Linked DNA regions of Mus musculus: region 1 is linked to region 2. A link is a contact called in public HiChIP or PLAC-seq data. All regions are on one chromosome and are shown on one strand. Each heading gives the region's core, a stretch centred on a gene start, on an enhancer-like site or on the middle of the called end of the contact. The rest is flanking DNA. Distances are from core to core; before and after follow the strand shown.

The links. HiChIP or PLAC-seq counts read pairs in DNA pulled down with a chosen protein or histone mark.
Region 1: a contact with region 2 is called in an H3K27ac HiChIP or PLAC-seq map of embryonic stem cells, with 2.5 times the contacts expected there. The contact joins two enhancer-like sites. A contact is called at or near these places in 1 of 115 datasets of contacts at active chromatin or transcription factors (embryonic stem cells) and 1 of 9 other capture datasets (embryonic stem cells).

The regions. Positions count from the first base shown.
Region 1 is chr9:13,696,408-13,701,575 of GRCm38.p6, reverse strand. It overlaps Maml2 (mastermind like transcriptional coactivator 2), which reads right to left. Exons shown (of 5, transcript NM_001013813.3): 3 at 4,199-4,402. Among named protein-coding and RNA genes, the nearest start is that of Mtmr2, 50 kb to the left of the region's middle. RefSeq lists an enhancer at 816-3,606. Within about 2 kb of position 2,030, at least 42 of the 459 cell types and tissues checked have an H3K27ac peak or open chromatin away from gene starts, as enhancers often do. A contact at or near this core is called in embryonic stem cells, where this site is marked.
Region 2 is chr9:12,944,384-12,949,282 of GRCm38.p6, reverse strand. No RefSeq gene overlaps it. Among named protein-coding and RNA genes, the nearest start is that of 4930568E12Rik, 160 kb to the left of the region's middle. Within about 2 kb of position 2,967, at least 9 of the 459 cell types and tissues checked have an H3K27ac peak or open chromatin away from gene starts, as enhancers often do. A contact at or near this core is called in embryonic stem cells, where this site is marked.

The DNA.
Region 1 (5,168 bases), core at 781-3,280, 750 kb before region 2:
TAGGCTAAGTAACTTGCCCAGGGTCACACAGAAATACTACAGATACAACAAATTCCAGAGTTGGGAACTCAGAATCTTTCATGCCACTCAATAAAAGACCTTCTCAATGTCCTGTTGGAAAAGCACAGAATGTCCCAGAACCAGCTATCTTTAGATTTTTCCTAATAAGTGAATTTGGACATCCGTTTGCCATAGCCAACACCTTGTCCACCTTCAGGTCACTGACCCCCAGTGCTCTCATTATTCACAGCAGCAAGGGGGCAGTGAGGAGCCTCAGCTGTCTCAGGAGGGCTGTGAAAACGACCCTATCATAAGACTTGGGCGTGGGTGACCTTGGTAAGTGGATTCTTTTTCTAGATTGATGGGAGAAGTGGCCATGCCCATTAGCAGGAGAGGACATCATCTAGGGCTTGGAGGTCACATATTTACCTTGTTTGCTTTTAGAAAATATCATGAAGTGGCCTATTTGGTCTTAGTTTATCATGATATCAGAATAAGCCCGTCTGTCTGAGGTTGGTGTGCATTGAGGCTTTATGTTATATAGGAAACAAGATGGCTCAGCTGTGCGCTTGCTATCAGCTTAGGACAGAAATGCTTGCTTCTTTTCTTCCTTACTGTGCATTTGGGAACTTTTTGGAATTGCTTCAGTGCAGTTCTGTATACACTATAAAGCAATATCCGTTTCTAAAGATAAGAATAATTGGCGTAGGTAGAGACATAAGACTGAAATTAGAGGAAAGTCAATAAATACAGAGAAACCTGTAACAGACAGATGAGGCAGGCCATCAGCCAGAGCCAGTACTGCATCTGCACCACCCAAACTCACAGCTTCCACTCAGCTCTGAATTCTTAGTGGAGTGTGTGTGCTCGGAGGGGGCAGGGAAGGGCCTTAAAATAACAGCAAACCAATTTTATTTCTTGTTTCTAAGAAAAAAAGAAACTTAAAAGACTCATAGAGTGTTTTTGAACACCAAGTAATTCATATAAAACATAATTTCGATGAGCTAAGTGTAAATGAATCAGAAACATATGGATTACATTTCTTTTAAACACAGTTTTACAAATTAAGGGAAAAAGTGGTCAGTGTGGAGTGGTTTTGTCTAAACCCTAACTGTTTAAGGAAGAACCTGGTGCCCTCCACCAACCCAGTATGGCTATGAGCAAGCAACCCTGTTGTTAACATGTGTGTAACGTGAAAGTTTCGATGTTTAAGCCAAGAACGGGATCTTATGAAATCCCTTTTCTAAGAAGCAGTTGTGTGTGTGTGTGTGTAAGTGCATGCGCGTACAATTAGTTCCTTGATTCCCAATCACACACTAGATTTCAAATCCAGATTGACTTAATGTATCATAAGCAATTGGCCTTTTCTTCTCCAACTGATGAGCTAATCTGCTGAAAGCTTTAACATATACACCTCTGGAAACCTTAAAACTCTATGTTTTACCATACCTATGTATACAGCACAGACTTGCCATGCTACAAGGCCAGAGAGGTTCGGATGCCAACACTGAACAGAAGCTACAGTGAGGCTCCCGTCTAAACTCACACCTACTACTGAAATCACCTCTGTGCCAAATGACAAGAGCTTTTCATCATAGCCCAGTGTCTCTTGCTACAGTGGTTTCGTCTTGTCCTCAGTCATAAAAGTGTAAGATTTAGGAGGCTCTAGGATCTCTTTCAGAGTCCTGTAGAAGGATGAATCCTTTTGTTCTGTAAAACCTCAGCATGGCGCCTGGCACACAGTAGGTTTATAATGCGTGTTTGTAATGATGATGATCACTAGAGGAACTGCAACTGGTCTCACTTTTTTTTTTGCTTCACTGGTGAGAGAATGGTAGAGAGAGACTAACGAACTTTTATGAGAAAACGCCTCTATACGGTGCCTGTCCGGCCTTGCCAAGGCCTTGAATGACTACAAAGCATATGCTAATGTAAAGGGGCGTCAAAGGCTGCTTCTTCCTGGATATGCTAAAAAGCATAGGCGCCCTCAAAGGCATCCAGACAAAGAGAAGTGGGATGCTTTGTAAGGACCACAGAAAGTGCAGCTCCGTTCTCATTCAACCCACCACTGCCCCTTGCACCTGTCCAGGGAGACTCAACAGGGAAGCCAGTGGGAGTCAGGCCAGCACCATCGCCGGCTCCCAAGAATGTGTGTGTCACTTTTAATCAGGGAAGCAGAAAACCCGAAAACACCATCGTGTAAAACTGATCAAATTTGCAGTATCGATGGGAATGATTAAAGTCTTGCCAGTAAGTCAGTTGGAAATGACACTCTCTCCTCTTCATCCTTGTTTCTAGGCTATTCAGGTTATAAAGATCAAAGGGAGGCGGGAGGAACAGGTTTGAACACAGATTTCAGACCCTGTAGTTTAAGGGCTCACTTCCACATGCAATTCTTTAAAGACTCCTGTACTTGCTACATTGTTACTAGTTCGAACTGCAACTAATCAGTAAGTAGAAACCAGGGCTGCCTCCTTTGGTCTTTGGTCTGCCCTCTGCTTAACACTGTGGCTTCCACCATTTCTATCAGAATGCTGTAGTCTTACCAGGTCAAAGTCAAATTTTACCTCATTTTGGGAGATGATTTGCCATATTTTCAAACTGGAGCTGGACATACCTAATAGCCTCTGTCTTTAGTTGGATACAAATCTGAACACAGTGTTTCTTTTTTTTGAAAAGCAGTTGCTTTTTAGACGGTGTAATTTTGCAGGCTTCTTCTCTGGCCTCCATGTCATGCTTCTCCATCCGTGACCATACTCTATGCCTTGACAGTATGTGTGTCCTTTGTGTACCTGTGTCTTGAGTGTTCTACATCTTTGGATTGGGATGACAACCTCCCCACCCCCTTCCCACTTGCTTTCCCTCCAACTCCCTCTGAACCTTCTGATCCTTGGAGGTTCTTCTCTGCGGCCATTTCTAGCAATTCCTACAGCACAGCATTTAAGCATATGCATTACAATAGCCTATGTATGTGGTGTGTGTGTGTGTGTGTGTGTGTGTGTGTGTGTGTGTGTGAGTGTGTGTGTGAGTGTGTGTGTGAGTGTGTGTGTGTGTGTGTGAGTGTGTGTGTGTGTGTGTGTGAGTGTGTGTGTGTGAGTGTGTGTGTGAGTGTGTGTGTGAGAGTGTGAGTGTGTGTGTGAGTGTGTGTGTGTGTGTGTGAGTGTGTGTGTGTGAGTGTGTGTGTGTGTGTGTGTGTGTGTGTGTGTGTGTGAGATCCATTAGGGCAACGAGAGGGGAAGAGGTTCTTTGGTTTGTAGCTGTATCTTCATGCTCTTTCAGTATTTGCTGAATATTTATGGTGTTTATAACACTTGATAATTAGGGCTGTTTCTAAAAAGTTCCTTGTATATAAAATGACTTAGTTCATCTTCCACATCTAACACTGTTGGGAATCAAACAAAGGACCTCAGGCAGACCAGGCAAACAGTCTATCACTGCGCTGCACCACCTGACCTCACGCTCCCTTTCAGTGTGGGTCTATTTACCCTGAACTGCTAGGCTTTGTCTCTTTTGATTTCACTGGACAGGGCAGGCTGAAGGGAGAGGATGCTGCAGTCTTAGGACATGGAGTTTTGGCTGACGTAGATGCTGATGTCTGAGGATGCAGAGGAGTGTGTACATAAATACGGAACCAAGGCTAAAGCTCTGGTGGTGTTTGGGGAAAACAACCTTGTGGTTCTTAAGGGATCAGGCAAAGATAGTGAAGTGGAAATTCATTTAAAATGTTATTTTGAAAACCATCCCCCATTCTGAGATGCTTTGCTTTGGGGGAAGCCAAATCTTGGTGGTGAAACTCCATGCTGGCCTTTAAAACTTTCCTTTAAAACTCATTTACCTCTAAAAATCAGTTTGGGGTTGGGGGTGATTAAAGTGCAGTTCACTATTTCCACCCCTTGAGGCTGGGAACAACTGAGCTTTCCTTTGCTTGCTTCAGATGCCCTGCTGGCCACAGACATTCCTGAACTGGGCAGGGCTAGCCATGAGGGCTGAGGACTCCATGTGCCTAGCAGATGGTAAATCGGGCTTTCCCCTGCTCCCCTGCACTTTAAATTCATACAGTTCAGTTTCTGTTGTATCCACTACATCCTCCTTGCTGTCACATAAGTAGAGGACTAGAACATGGCAAGAAACAGGACAGAGGACAATTTATCTCTCCGAGGCCAACAAGTGTCTACAGTAGAAGTAGAGAAAGCTTTACCGCATCAGCCAGCATCTGCTGCTGGAGGAGAAGTTGCTGCTTCTGCTCCATGGTTGGTCTCTGCAGGGTCTGTTTCTTCCCCATCATCTGCTGATTCAACAGGGACTGCTGGGAGTTCATGTAACCACTTCCAGTGTTTGGATTTGAGCAGGAGTTGGGACTTGGACTGGGGCCTGTGTTCTGGCCTACCACAGTGTGTTGATCCTGTAGAAGGGAGAGGAGGAGGGGAAGCTACTGTGAATTAAAGAAGACACGGGGAGCACAAAGATGAGAAGCTTAGATTCCAAATATTTTCATCCAGTTGGAGATCAAATTTGGTTAATGACTTGGACATCTGGAGAATAGCTTTTGAAAGCCATTGTTGTGTAACACAGCAAGCAGAGCAGGAAGGTGAACGGTGAGTATCATGGGATAAGCTCCCCCAGCCTCTTAGTAGTCTCCTCATTCCAGAGGTGTTTATGGAACCTCAAAGAAAATATTCAGTGATACCCTCAACTTCTCTGAAGCAAAGGCATCGCAGAGTGACAGCCATTTCTTTTCTCTAGCAAGTGAGTGTGCATTTGTTATTTCTGACCCTACAATGAAAATGGAATTCCCAACCATGTGTTTAAAGTTGAATAGCCATTCTGAACAGAAGACAGGAGGCAGGAGACATTTGTCTACTTACTTAGAGACTCATTAATTTCACAGCAGTTTATGGTAAGGGGACAACCCACTCACTGGCAATGATGAAGAAATAATGTCATATATCAAATAATATTGGACATTTGGAAGTTACCACTCTGATCTGAGGATCTACCAGTTTTTAGGCATTGATACATTAGAACTCTGCAAGGACAGCAGCTAAGCCCTCTGAGGTATCATTATGTCCTAGTGAAGTATGCAGAGCTCTGTAGTAGTAGAACTCCAAGAAGACTAGAAAACACGGTCTCCTTGTAGATTCATATCTAACCAAGGGATAGGAAATGTT
Region 2 (4,899 bases), core at 1,718-4,217:
ATTCTCAAATGAATTACCATTTAACAGGTGGGTGGGAAATGCAGACTAAGTGTTCATCACCATACATTGCACTGCATGAGCATTTTATATGTGACTATTAGTTTTGCTAAGGATGGTACTGGTAGTGAGGATGAAAGTATAGTCCTTATATCAGTGTCTTGTGTGGACTTACCTTATTTTCTACTCTCTAGAAAAGATAGTGGCTTTCTTCCTGAAAGAAAGTAAAATGATAGAAATAAAATAAAATGTCTAGAATTAGTTATTCTTGACTATAATATGTGTTCTGTACTTCTAAGATTGCTGTTTCTACTCTTTACTCTGCTTGTTGAAAACACCCTTACATTTATTCCTGCTTCATCAAATGCTAACCTCTCATTAAGGCATCTTTTGTGGAAAACATTTCTGTTCTACAAAATAGTAATTTTCTCCTTCATTCATACATGGTTTGTTATTTAGATATTTCTGATGCTATTAAGCTGTAAGCTTTAGAATGATTCGACTATACCATTTTTCTCTGTGCATTGTGTAGACATTGGGATTGTTGAATAGCAATGATGCAATAGGATTGATAGAAAGAACAGCTTGAATCTCTCTCTAGGTGAAAAAGACATAGCTTGTGCATTGGACTCCTGCTACTGCTCTAAGCATTTGGAGTTTGGAGGGTGGTGGTTGATGGCATTCTCTACTCAGTTGTCACTGAGACTGCATCGTCAAGTCATCAAGTCACATGGAGAGCAAGTGAGAACAAGGAAGATGGAGGGAGATGAATATGCCCAAATCTAGGTAGATTTAGATTCTGTCTGAAGTTTGACACTCTAAACCAATTTTCCTTAGCTATCTTTATCCTATTTTCTCAGTTAAGGGAAAAATACTTATTTTACTTATTAGAATCCAGTAATAGATGAAAAGAGATTAAACCTGAAGCAAGTTATTCAAATCCTTGCACCTAAGACAAGATTCTGTCCACCTTATTGCTTTAGAAATGTCTAGATACAATTTATTACTCAAAGGGTTGATTTGCATCTATCATATAGAGAGCATAATCAAAAGCTGTACAGTATTTTATCAATATAGGTCACTTGATAATTGAAAAAAATGACCACATGTACCAATGAAGAGTGGGGCTGGTAGCAAATGCAGTATTCACAGACATAAAGATATCAGTGAGTGGAGATTCATTCACCTCTTGATAATTCCAGCTACAGAACCAGATGTGAGTGAGATTAAGGTACCAACCTTGTGACAGGGTTCTTTTAACTTGCACATTCTGGGTTTTCAAATGGCACTAAATCGCTTTGAGCCTTCCAGCTCTTTGGTAGCTCTGTGAAATGAATGATTGGGTAAGTAGACTGAGCTCCTACTGGTAATGTTTTCAAAGGAGTAGAAGTGTCTGAATTGTGACTTCATTTTGCAGGTTAGTATACCAATTTTTTTTGAGGGGGTGAGGACAAATCCTCAAGAGCATAGGGGAAGTGAATGTCATGTTATGAACTTACTTTGGCCTGAAGGTTGTCTTCTCCTAACAAAATACTGGAATTGAACTGTGGAATGCATTAACTATTAATGCGCATTTGTACTCCAAAGCAGCTTAGCAATATATATACCTTGGGTCTTTCTCTATGGTTATGCTCTCTATTGTTATGCACTAGGAATCCTGGGACAATTCTGTTTACAACTTGTTTACACTTCTGTTCCCCATCTGTTACCAGAATATTCCTTAGGTTCAAGTTTTGTTTTCTAATCCTGTGGTAGGATCAAACCTTAGCCAGGCAGTGAGTTTTCCACTCTAATCAGTCCTAATTAAAAAAGTTATTATCCTTTCCCTAAATTATTTTAATTTTATTTTTCCTTGTCCAGGAAGCTATTGTAGGTCCTAATTAGCTTGAAAATCAGAGGGATTTGCTGAAGGTCCTTAGCATCTCTGCTCACTATGCTGCTTTCATTTCCAGCATACACTTAAAAAAGGAACCTATTCCTTCAAATGGACGTGCTTTCCCCAGGCCTCTGCTCTCTCAGTCTCTCTCTCTCTCTCTCTCTCTCGCTCTCTCTCTCTCTCTCTCTCTCTCTCTCTCTCTCTCTCTCTCTTTCTGTATGTGTCTGTCTTTCTCAATTGTTTCTTTTAGAGCTGAGTGTATTCACAAGGGACTGGGAAGATGTCTCAGGAGTTAAGGGTGCTCACTGCACTATCTAAGCACCAAGTTCAATTCATAGCATCCAGTTGGGCTGACAACTGCCTATTACTCCTGGTCTGAGCATTCAACACTCTTTTGTAGCCCTTCTCCCCACATATACCCCACCTCCACTACACACACCACACACACCACACATATATATACAAACCGTATCAATTCCTTCACACACACTTACACAACACACCACAAACACATACAACACACATATATTACAAGAATATATTTAAAAATCTATTCATACACTACTCAATTATGAGCCCTTCTATCTTTAGAATTCTTCCTCCTATACCAAAACATCTCACTTACTTTCTCTGATGATGACCTTCTCCAGAATCTCCCCTTTAGAGTTTCATTAAAACAAACAAACAAACAAGAAACCTTAACATCAATAAGACCGACACACATACATAAATGCACAGGCACAGGCATACATCTGAACATTGAACACTTAGCAGACCCTTTATACTCATTTTACTTATAATTTAATTGAGAAAGACAAGGGATATTCCCTTATTTGTTCACTTTCTTATGCCTGTCTCATTCCTAGGGCTGATCACCAAGGTCCAACTATCAAACATCAAAGTCCAGCAACTAAAACTCCCAATTTGGCTATTTTAATTAAAATACCCAGTCAGAACTTACCAACTCCGAACCTTTTTTCCCTCTTAAAATGAACTCTTGCAAAGCTATTTGCTGTGCTTTCTGCCCAATTCAGATTCAGCTACATTGTGTCCTTGCTTTGCTTAATAAAGGATCTCTTTGTGCTTGGAAACTGGTGTTTGAGTGTGGTCTGTGCCTAGTCTGGGGTCCAGAGTGGAGGCCCTGCAGGGTGCTGGTCTGGTCCCTTCAGTAGCCATTTTGAGGTAATTAAACCACCTTTCATTGGGGGAAAAGGAGGCTTATTGTATAATACTCCTATGCCTATGCTGAGGATGTGGCTCAGTGGAGGAATTGTACTTGGCACAGAAGGAAAAGGAACTGAGTTCAAATTTCCAGCACCAATATAAAAGCATGTCATAGCCAAGGGTACAGAGGGAGCAGAAATAGTCGGATCCCAGGAGTTCTCTCTGGCCAGTAAGCCTGCCTAAACAGTCAGCTTCAGGTTCAGCAAGAGATCATGTGGAAGGTCATAGAGAAAGACACGCCTCCTCTGGTATCCACATGTGTACTAATGAGTTTGTGTGCCTGTACACACACACACACACACACACACACATGCAGTATATGTTGTGTACTTGCACAATAAGAGTAGATATTCTCCATTAATCGGACAGAATTTAAAGTAATAGAATATGGCTCTCACACACTTAAATTAATTGCATCCATTCTTGATCTAGGAAAAACTGAGATGTAATCTTTGTCTTGTACTCAATGGCCACTTAGCAGTGTGAGCTGAGCAGACGCTGTTTGGAAGCAGGAAGCAGTAACAGTAAGATACAACAGAGAACCACCCACCTGCCAGTCTAGCCCTTTCTCTCAAGTTCTTGGCTTTTCAGTGTTTAATTCAAGCTCTTTCATTCTGAGCATAAAGGGGGTGATTGTATAAAAGGAAATGCTATGCAAAGAAAATAGTTAAAGAATTCATATACTTTTCCCCCTTTACATCTCCCTCTCTCCTTGTTCGTGTATGTGTAAAGGCAATTGTCCTGATAAATTAGATAAATCCTTCAATCAGGTGGCCGGCCATGCTCTCTTAGACATTAGCACAGGATTCCAAACATCCCTCTAGATGCTTCTACTTATTTTCACTTAAAGGTTAAAAAAAAAAAAATCACATTACTTAGATGCTTCTCTCCTTATCATGAATCACAGGGTGCTTGAACCTGCCACTTGTCCCTATGATTAATGATGGGCTTAACTACTCTGCTCCCCCACTCTGCAGCTGGCAGATGGAGTGCTGAAGGTATGACCCAGCTACATTGTTATTTACGTTCAAAGAAATCGTGTGACCGTTTGTGGCTTTCTCATTTGATTCAAATACCCTAAAGACAAAGAAGAATTCTGGAAAATTTATCTTTGCTTCCTCTTTTGTCTCTACTGCCCTCTAAATTTTTAAACCAATACCCTTGGGATCTGAGCTCCAGGCTAAGGGTGATCTTGAGGTCTGAAACTTCATTCTAAAGGGACCACAATTGTGACTTAGAAAACCAAAGCTTTTAGAGAGGCAATTAGCATAGAACCTTGTATTTGAGAAGTGTGTTCACTGGAATTGTCACTATTTTAAGCCCCTGTACTGTACAGTAAGTGTGTGTATTTGTGATTCGCCCACAAAATTTTATCATTTTTATTAGATATTTTCTTTATTTACATTTCAAATGCTATCCTGAAAGTTCCCTATACCCTCCCCCTGCCCTGCTCCCCTACCCACACACTCCCACTTCTTGGCCTTGGCATTCCCCTGTACTGGGGCATATAAAGTTTGCAAGACCTAGGGGCCTCTCTTCCCAATGATGGCCAACTAGGCCATCTTCTGCTACATATATAGCTAGAGACACGAGTTCTGGGGGTACTAGTTAGTTCATATTGTTGTTCCACGATAGGGTTGGAGACCCCTTCAGCTCCTTGGTTATTTTCTCTAGCTCCTCCATTGGGGGCCCTGTGTTCCATCCTATCTGTGTTCCATCCTATCTGACTGTGAGTATCCACTTCTATATTTAAAAGGGACTGGCATAAACTCACAGGAGACAGCATTATAAGGGTCCTTTCA